Linked DNA regions of Danio rerio: region 2 is linked to region 1. Evidence: chromatin contacts called from public HiChIP or PLAC-seq data. All regions are on one chromosome and are shown on one strand. The core of a region is the stretch at or near the end of the contact, and the rest is flanking DNA. Distances in the headings are between cores, read along the strand shown. Region 1 holds the start of usp45 (ubiquitin specific peptidase 45). Region 2 holds the start of pnrc2 (proline-rich nuclear receptor coactivator 2).

What was found. HiChIP or PLAC-seq counts read pairs in DNA pulled down with a chosen protein or histone mark.
Region 2: an H3K4me3 HiChIP or PLAC-seq map of embryo shows a contact between it and region 1, with 2.0 times the contacts expected there. The contact joins the promoter of pnrc2 here to the promoter of usp45 in region 1. A contact is called at or near these places in 1 of 18 Hi-C or Micro-C datasets (hematopoietic stem cells) and 1 of 4 datasets of contacts at active chromatin or transcription factors (embryo).

The regions. Positions count from the first base shown.
Region 1 is chr16:35,933,163-35,938,296 of GRCz12tu, reverse strand. usp45 (ubiquitin specific peptidase 45) reads left to right here and starts at 2,759. Exons shown (of 18, transcript NM_001423966.1): 1 at 2,759-3,073. tstd3 (thiosulfate sulfurtransferase like domain containing 3) reads right to left here and starts at 771. Exons shown (of 4, transcript NM_001200014.1): 1 at 495-771. The coding sequence starts at 618.
Region 2 is chr16:36,325,839-36,330,972 of GRCz12tu, reverse strand. It overlaps pnrc2 (proline-rich nuclear receptor coactivator 2), which reads left to right and starts at 2,054. Exons shown (of 3, transcript NM_001130192.1): 1 at 2,054-2,240; 2 at 2,748-2,965; 3 at 3,140-5,134. The coding sequence starts at 3,161. The coding sequence ends at 3,607.

The DNA of each region.
Region 1 (5,134 bases), core at 1,510-4,009:
ATTCTGGACCTTTGTCAGAGAGGTGTGGGTCTTCCGAAACCCCCTGGCTACGGGCCTGAATCATAACATATAGGATTTGTATTATTGCATGTTTATATAATGTATATTTATATTTATTCTAATTTAATCAATTGTACTCTGAGAATATTTATATTCGTAAGTTTCTGTAGAGGGATATTAATATAATTTTCCTGGTTATATTAAGTTTAATCAACAACAACAACAAAAACAAGAGAAAATGTATTTTGTTTCAAACTTCGTAATCATAACGAATGACAAAGATAAAACACACTTGACCAACAGAAGAAATCTTACTTTAAAAATAACGTTATACAACATAACTTACACAAACTTGTGCTTTTAAAGAGTAATTTTTACTATTTAGACTTAACGAGATCACGGTTAATATGTAGCGGTAAATATGAATAGATTCACTGCAATTAACTTATTCCAAAACTCAGACACATTGTGCACACTAACATTTCAACACTCACTGTGTAAGTAACGTAAATGTGTCCATGAACTTCTTGTCAGTGGTCTTGTGACAGGAATCGCACTTCTGTTAGCTAAAACACGGACAACATTTCTCGTCAGCCTCGAACAAACATTTAACGCCATGCTAGTACTCGCAGTATGTAAAGCTGCTCGATAACTACGCTCCCTTTTTCTTGTTATGTATATAAATATTGGCGAAATCGCAATGGGACTGATTGCCAGTTGCGTAGCAGGATTGCGGCTACCTACACTGCTCTTCTACGCATGCGTACAACCAAAACTACGTAATACCAGTGACGTATATCGGGGGTCTGAGAGCATAAAAAAAGGCTAAAAGTTTTTCAGATGCCTCTTCTTTTTTATTGATTTTTAACAGAGGAGTACAGAGTTATACATAAAACAATTTACAAGGGAATTAACAACAAAAATTAATCATGTACATTAAGTATTTTTTCAGCAGTTGAGATGTCTTAAGAGCTTTAGGATTAAGTTGGAATCATTAAAGTTTTTTAGATCAATGAAAAATAGTTTACAAATTGGTGCAGTCAGCATACATTTTGTTTTGTGGATGTGGAATTTTTGTTATGTTTTTTTCTTTTCTATTAATTCAGAGATGCAATCCATAAATAAAAGCATTTTATCAGTTATCTTGATAATTTTATAGTACCAGATGCCACTACCTGCCCAAGTTTGATCATTTGATGGACTTTATGCTAAAATGTGAAACACATCTATATGGTTTCTTTAATTTATGATGATTAATAAATGGTTCTAAAATATGATTTGTGACTTTTTGTATTAGGTTAATTGTTGTTATTTTACTTTATTATTTATTTACACATTTATTTACTTATATATTGAAGTCAAAATTAAAACGATTAAATATATTGTTATTTTGTTATCTTAATAAAATATTTTGATTGTTTAGTCTTATTATTTATTTTATTTAATAATTTTATATTGTGAAATTATTGCATTCTCTTTTTTCTTTTATTGTTTACTTCTGGAAAATGTGTTTGATATTTATATTGCTTATGTAAAATACTACTACTACTATTACTACTACTACTACAAATAATAATAACAATAATAATAATGTGTGTCTTTAAAGTGATAAAATCAATGAATGTTTAATGCAAGTTTTTTATTCATTAAAATATTTATATTAACTTACTGTTTTAAATAGTTGCATTTTTTAACCCTTTTTCTATTTATATTGATTAGTTTAATTATATTTATATTGATTAAGTAATAATAATAATAATAATAATAATAATAATAATAATAATAATAATAATAATGTGTTTAACTTGATAAAATCAATAATTATTTAATGCAAGTCTCAATCATTCATTTATTCATTCATTCATTCATTTATTCATTCATTCATTCATTTATTCATTCATTCATTCATTCATTTTCTTTTCTTATCTGTTTTATGCAGAGGATGCCCTTCCAGCCGCAACCCATCTCTGGGAAACATTTACACACACTCATTCACACACATACATTATGGACAATTCAGCTTACCCAATTCACCTGTACCGCATGTGTTTGGACTTGTGGGGTAAACCGGAGCACCCGGAGGAAACCCACGCAAACATGGGAGAACAGTTAATGCCAGTTTATTTTATTTTATTTTATTTATTAAAATATTTTAATTAATTTTACTATTTTCAAAATTGCATTTGTTTTTTTCAACTTTCAACTGAATTAAAAAAAACTTTTTTATTTGTATTAATATTAGTTTAATAATATTTATGTTGATTATGTAGTAATAGTAGAAGTAATAATAATAATAATAATAATAATAATGCGTGTTTAACGAGATCAAATCGATAATTATTTAATGTTAGTCTTTATTTTATTTATTAAAATATTTTAATTATTTTTTTCAGTTTTAAATATTTTTTTTCCACTTATTTTTTTTTTACCTTTTATTTCTATTAATATTTGTTGTATGTATTTTAGGTATTAGAAAATATGCATTTTATTAACTTAAGATTTTATGCAAGGGATTATTGTCGTATTTATTGATTGTAAAAAAAATATTAAACCAAATATACATTATAAACAGCAAAAACAGGAATTAAACTATAGGTTTGTCCTTGGAAGCATTTGATTAGTAAAAAATAGAAACGTTTCTTCCCTTCCATTTTAATGCTTTTATCAATACAGTATAGCCCTCACTCAGCTAAACAGTAGATATACCAAAGAGCATAGATTCTAAGCTCTTTGGATTTACAAACGATTTTTGACTATACAAGCATCCGTAGCGCGTCAAGCGGATGAGACCACGTGACACATCTGATACTTGTGCTTTCTGTTCTTCCCTAAATGCCAGTAAATACGCCGAATAACTCTCTTAATCAAAACCGTAACTGCATCTCGGGATTTTTCGATTAATGAATGTCGAAGTGTTAGACGCGAACGCCAAACCCCCGACAGGAATTCCTCCGTGTTTGTTCTAAAGTTGTGAGCATATGTAAGTTGTCAGGCTCGCTCTTCTTCCACCTGGACACTTGACAACTGACGTTCACTTGGTTGCGAGCCTGGAGAGGAGGAGAACATAAACAGGGTGAGTCGGGTTCATATATGTACCCTTCTGACTTTTATGGCAGCTCTTTTAAAACAACCTTGTGTTCTAAACACTTGTGACCTGATGCAGCTGGGTAAGCAAAGGCCTGAGAGCAGCAGCCGGTTCCTGCTGTCAGTACTTGTATCACTTTACCTGGGTTAGTCTCAGGTGTCGCGCTCTCCTTTGCTTTGATAGAGAGCTTGTTTCAATAACTGATTCTCTTATGTGCTTATATTATCCCAACTTACTGATTCAGCATTTTCAGCTAACGACCATACTGCTGACAAGGTACTTCCTTACCTCCAAACTCTATTCAGATTCTGCTGTCATGGTGGTAAACATTTGTGATGTTCAGTTAAAATGTTAAAATGTAAGAGTCGAAAAATCTGAATAAATATAGCCTAAATTATATATGTTTTATTAGCTTTTCCTCACACTGGATTGTTTTAATGTATTTATTTAATTGTATTGATATGCTTTAGGCTGTTGTTGTATATTACTTGATGTTTTTGTCTTTATATTGCATTTTCTTGAAGACTAGTTACACTGAATTTATTTGAATATTATTCTTTGTCTATAACATTTTATTAAACAGTTTTAAAGTTTTTTTGGTTAGTCTTTTAGCATCATTGAATTGGTTTAATATTATTTTTATAATGTGTCTAATCAATTTTAGCTATTGATTTAATGTTTGTGTGTGTGTTAGTATATATATATATATATATATATATATATATATATATATATATATAATATAATATATATATATATATATATATATATATATATATAATATAATATATTTTTATTATATTAAAATTTATTATAAAAAAATTGGTTGCATAAATTTGTTTATATTATTATTTAACATTTTTAGCTGTTTTTGTTTTTTACCCAGACATTTAAAAAGAATATATTTTAGAGCAGTAATCACAATACCGTGCCACCATGATAATTTATCCAAGGTTATCATACCGTCATAATCTTATACCTTCCCATGACTACTGAGATCAGTCCATTTTTAAAAATATATATAAAATGACTTTTTTCTGCTCTGATCCTTCAGAAATTATTAGAAATTGTTCTATTGTGATCAATTATTTTTGGTAATCAATAATAATGATTCTTACGAATAGTGCTAAAAACGTTTTCTGCTTTATAGTATTGTGGAAACTGATACTGTTTACTTTATAGAATTCTTTAATGAAAAGAAAGTTCAAAGTAACAGCATTTATTTTGTAGTTTTTGAAAAACAATTGAATATGTCTTTGATTAATAAAGTAAATAAAATGTAACAGTTATCAAAACTATCAACAACAGCAATAATAATCACAAAAATGCTTCTTGTTGAGCAGATATTTATGTTATAATGTTTTCAGCTTCATGTGACATTAATGACTAGAGCAATGATGCTGAACACTTTTATTCAAAGAAATTAAAATATATTATACATTTTAAGCTTCATTCAATAGAATTTAAGTGAATTTTATATATGAGGTAGTTTCGAGACAATCATGTGCTTATGATTACTTGTCTAGTCCCGCATTATTCAATTTATGATTCACCAATTATGATTCACGATTCTTAAATTCCATGTAACAGCCATGTTCGTTTTGAAGAATCCCCCCTTCCACCCCATACTCTTCCTCTTTTCCAAGATTGGTGGCACAGTGACCCCTTAGCACTGTTGCCTCACAGCAGCAAGGTCACTGGTTCTAGTCCTTACCAAGCCAGCCAACATTTCTGTGTGGAGTTTACATGTTCTCCCTGTGCTCACATGGGTTTCCCCTGGGTTTCCTGGTTTCCTCCTACCGTCCAAAAACATGCAACTTAAGTTAATTGACTAATCCAAATCAGCTCCTAGTAAGTAGTTATCTCTTAAGAGCAATCACTATCTGTTCATTAGCTACTACAGCGGGGGAGTTCTCAAGATCTACCTGAGCTCAAACTCCCCTCTCGCCCTGCAAATTCGAGGGAGCCCCAGACTCGTGGATCTTATTAGCTCAGGGCTCTTTCCCGGGACAGCATGCCAAACAAGCTTTATAATCAATTATCTGCTAA
Region 2 (5,134 bases), core at 805-3,304, 390 kb before region 1:
CTGAATACCAATTTGAATAAAAAAAATCCTTAATGAAAAAAATAATTAAAAGCATGGTCGTTGCAGCCTAAAAGTTGCAATGCTTTGTGCAATACAGTTTAAAGTTACTTTTGTAAATGTCTGCATTATGAATACATGACTTGAAAAGTGTTTGTGGTAATATAGTCAAATTCAGTGCAATAACTTTTATTAACTAATCAATGAAGTGTGTAATTATTAAAAACATCTGAATTGATAACCAGCACAAATATATAATTTGTACAATTTATAATTTGTACCATAAAGTGTATAGTTTTGTTTCTTGTCCCTTAACATTGACAAATTTGGTCATTTGACCTCCTCTCAAATCGTGACCGACAAGAGCCTCCCTACCGACCTACTTTCCAAACATAGGATACAAACTTTGGCCAAGCCCCCTGCTAACTAAACTAAGGCTGTGTTCAGTGGGTGTGTCCTTCCATGACCAAACATGGATTTTCATTAAACTGGCAAACAAGTGCTGTATTATGCAACAGGTCTCCTTGAGCAGGAGTGTTTAATCTACAGCTGAGTGACTTTTAAATGGTAAATAAATATTAAATAGCCTATTAATAATAATTAAAACACACACACACACACTTTGATAAAAGTTGTTTTTCTTTGGTAACTTTGGCTTATTTTTATGGGCACTCTATTGCAAAATGTTGTTACTGACCCAGTTTAATGCTTCAAGCCATTTAACCTATTCCACTGAGCTGGTCAAAATGTTTAGATGTTTGTTTTTTTTCCACTGGCTGAGGGCGTTTAGCTATTACACACTGTAAAAAATTGAATAAGCCTGGATTGATTTCCAATAACATTCAGTTCATTTGGGACATTCTTAACAGCAAAGTTCTAGAAGCAAAACATCAAGTTGATAATTTTTAATTAGGCCTAAACTGAATGTTTATGTAACTTCTCACTGCTGTTAGACTTAAAACATTCTCAGACTTATAGTGCCATAAAGCATGACACTTTGGTTCAGAAACACCAAATGGCCCATTTGCCTCCTATAATCCATTCATTGATTTAAGACACTACACCCCAAAACAACACCTTCGTCTGTAGCCTTTCAAACACTTTCCCTCCTATTATTATTGGTAGCAGATACCACTTCACAGTTTTTATCTATACCTGTTGTCACATGCAAGCAGGATGCGTCATGTTTCGTCTCAGTTTAAAAGACTAAGTATTTCCTGTATCACATTAATCATCAAGGCTCCTATCTACTATTTTTGTTAGGTTATTAGTATATACTGCATTTCACATTTTGACGTATTATTAACCATTACACAAAATAATCAAGGATTAAATAAAAGTGTTTTGTACTTTTTTTAGTTTTATATGATCATCAACATATTGTATGAATAATCATTTATTACACTGAATTACTTTATATCTGATTGAATACTATTTGTTTAACCCCAGGTTTACATCAGAACATGTTCAAACATATGGTTAAACTCATAAATATGGTTGGTATAGCAAAAAAAATGTGATTCCTATGGTTTTGCTCAAACAACCATGTTGTTCTTCTTTGTTTAATAAGTAGGCCTATGTGAAGTCCTTTTAAGATATCTATCAAAAGCCTGTAAATATTCTTTCATTGTTCACCAGATGTTAACATAAGCACTCACTTCAGTATTAAGAGCTATCTGAAGTATTATGTACAAAGTATCTGTGTCCCTTAAGATATCTGAAGCCTGTGAGTATTCTGTCTTTGTTCAGCTGAAGTTTACATAAAGCACACACTTCTACGAGTGTTGTGCTTTTACTCGAAGATGTGCCAAGGACACCGATCACCAGGTTTAAATGTGTGCATTTTTTGAGATTACACCAACCGGAAGAAACCATGTGATAATAATTTTTATGCCTTCGAGTTATTACAGTAACCAAAATTCCCCACAAACACGCATAACGATCGGTGACGCAGGAACGATGGCAACAGGCGTGTTCTTCGCTCCTATTGGCCGCGCGTCCACAGTGCTGCTTCCTGATTGGCCGCAGCACAACACGTCTGAACTACTTATGCTTTGTTGAGGGTCCATTTTGTTGTTAGACGGAGACGAACTGGAGAAGGAGAACATCATCATTCCGCTGTAGCCTCGGTTTTTTACTGAGCTTCACATATCGGGAAATATTTTCTCCATTTACAGCTACAGCTGACAGACGAGACCAAGGGAATACGAAGGGCTTGTTCCATCAAATTCCTGAGGAAGTCGGTAAGTTGTTTTTCCACAGTCAAAGGTATAGGGAGTCGTCGACTGTGTTGACGCCATGTTGCGTTGAAGAGCCTTTGTTTTGATACGCGGCCAGAAAAGATGACCTAATACTCTTGTTTTTATCATTTAAAATCGAGCTTTTATTATAAAACATTGCAATAATAATGTGTACATTCGAGTTTACTAAAAACCTTGGCTTTTTTGTCGAAAATAATCGCTAGTATGAAGACGTCGATCGCGAAGGAGGAAGATTGAATGCTGTTTATGTAATAACAAATCGGTGATTTGTAATATATTTGCCATTTAAATTAGCCGTTTGTTTTTTAGACTAGTAAATAACAATTATAAACAAGAAGGTTTACTAGTCCATGTTTTGTTGCAATATATGTTTACATTTACACAAAGAAATGGTTTGACTGGGATTTGATATTAGTTTAAATACGTTTTTAGTCATAAACGAATGTATATTTAGTAGATTGAGATGCTTATAAATGTTTGTTTTGTTAGATCTACGGCTTCTAGAGCACCGTGCGCCGAGGTGAATTCATGTTCAACTCGGTTCCACGACAAAACAACGCTCACTGGCACATGAAAACCTCAGATCTTGCTGGACATACATGTGCAGCGAGAAGTAGATCAACTACTTCGAGGACCTGGAGCCCAATTGGCGAGGAAAAATTAAAAAGTGAAAAGAACCACGCACTCAACTTTTTTACAACAGAGAGGTAAGAAGAGGAAGCGAGTGGGGGATGGGCGGGGACGGGCTCGTTTTGCACGTAGCCCTTTGTTTATGTCAGCCTGCATCACTGGGGCACTTATTTATTTTAAGCCTGTTTTGAAGATACTATAAATGCATGTTTTATTTAATATAACAAATCTACACCTTTGTCTTCTGCTAGGTGACATCCAGTCAAAATATAATGGGAGGTGGTGAGAGATACAACATTCCAGATCGCCCAGCACCCAAGAAGAGCCAGCCGGTTAGCAGGGGCAAACAGAGAAGTAGAGACCAGAATGGAGTGATGCATTCTGCCGCCTCAGGAGCCTTAGGGGTGCCCCATCACCTTCGCAGAGGTGAGAAGGGCACCAGCTATTCTTGGTCTCCTGAGGCGCGGCAGGCCGTGTCTGTAGACAAGAAGAATGGCTCTGTTCGTTTTGCCACACCGTACGATCAGAATTGGGAGTCCCATCTGAACAAACTTTTATCAGCTCAGTGTGGTCAGAACTATGCCGGAGCCAAGTTTAGTGAGCCCCCATCCCCAAGTGTGCTGCCCAAGCCCCCAAGCCACTGGGTGTCTCTTCCCATGGGCGATCATCGTGAGTTGATGACCTTTCAGTTAAAGAGCCTCCTGAAGGTTCAGGCCTAACAAGGTCTCTCACTGCTGCTCTCTTAAGCCAATACATGATAAAGGCTTCACTTTGGCCTTTTGCCTTCTCCTTGAACGCCCCAGCTGCGTAATATATTTTACAGCTATTTTTAGATCTGCATCTTAATAAGATGGTGATGATCATTTGGTAGACAGATGTTCCTCCTAATGTCCGTCATCTAACATATTTTTTTAAACAAAGAAACTAGTTATTACGCTGTTGTGGTCTTAAGAAGCGGTCAAGAAGTCTTTGGGGAGCTGTATGCCATGACAAATGATGAACTGGATGTCCTCTTAAACTCATTGCTCTGTTATGCTCCTGTTTTGTTTTGTTCTTTTTTTGATGGCTGTTTGTGACAGTCAGATTTTTTTTCTTCTTCCGCTAGACCTAGAAATAGATGTCAAGACAAACTCGCGCATCGTTTTTACTTTCCAATATATCTCGCATTTTGTTTTTCTTGCTTGCTGAGGTTTGATGCTCACTTTTGGCTTGAGTTTTAATCAAGCTGGGAGTGCCAGAAACTTCTTGGTGCTAAGCACAGCAGCATCTGTAGCGTAATAGTGCGTACTGCATTTCCGGGTATCTCTTTTTGTTTTGCTTTTTGGGAAGTAAAAGCCACTCGACTTTGTTCTGCAGGGAGACCTAAGCGAACAGAACATGAAGGGGTACAAGCTTAAGTGAAAAGGTCATATGACTAACCTCAAGCTTAATGAGGTGGCACAATGAACCTTGTGCTTTCAACACCTGTACTTTTTTAATGGCGCTGTGCGCATTGCACTATAGGTGTTGAATTCACTATGGTTCTCAAGCTCTATTGCAGCGTTAAACTTTTACTTTTTGCATCCCTTGTGTTATAGCTTAGAAAACTAAGTGTGATTTTTAATGTTTACCAAAGCGACGTAATCAGCTACTTTTTGTTGAAAGCCCCCACCTTGCTTGACCAGATCTGGTTACAAGTGCCATAAATCATTGCGTAAGGCATTAGCGTATATCAAGGTTTTGGGTGACGAATCATTTTTTAAAAAATTTCGCTGTACTTTTGGAATGATCACAGAGCAATTATGCGGAGGAGGGTTATGACGTGAGACCGTAGGATGTAAGTTTTCTCTAATCTCGTCTCATAGCCTTGTTTGCTCTGTGATGCATTTTAAATTCCTAAGCATTAAGTTATGAAATGTGTGTATTATGGCACGGGGGAACTGAGAAATCGGGCGCAGGTCCAGTGTGGACATGTTTACATGGTTTGTTTTTTAAAGAAGGCAGACTGCCGGCATTTTACACACATACACTGCCCTTTCTCACTTGTTGTTATTCTTGCACTGATGTTCATTTGTGTTCAAACGTTTCAGACAATGTTGCTCTTTCGACTGTGGATATGTGATGAAGCACCCCTTCCCACTTAGTTATGAGTGTGGTGGAAAACTACCTCTCTTGCAGAACGTGATGTTAATAGCTATCTTAAAGACGACAAAACAAAGCTGATGTGTGTAATGGAGCCATGTAAATAATGAAATGTATAAAATGTT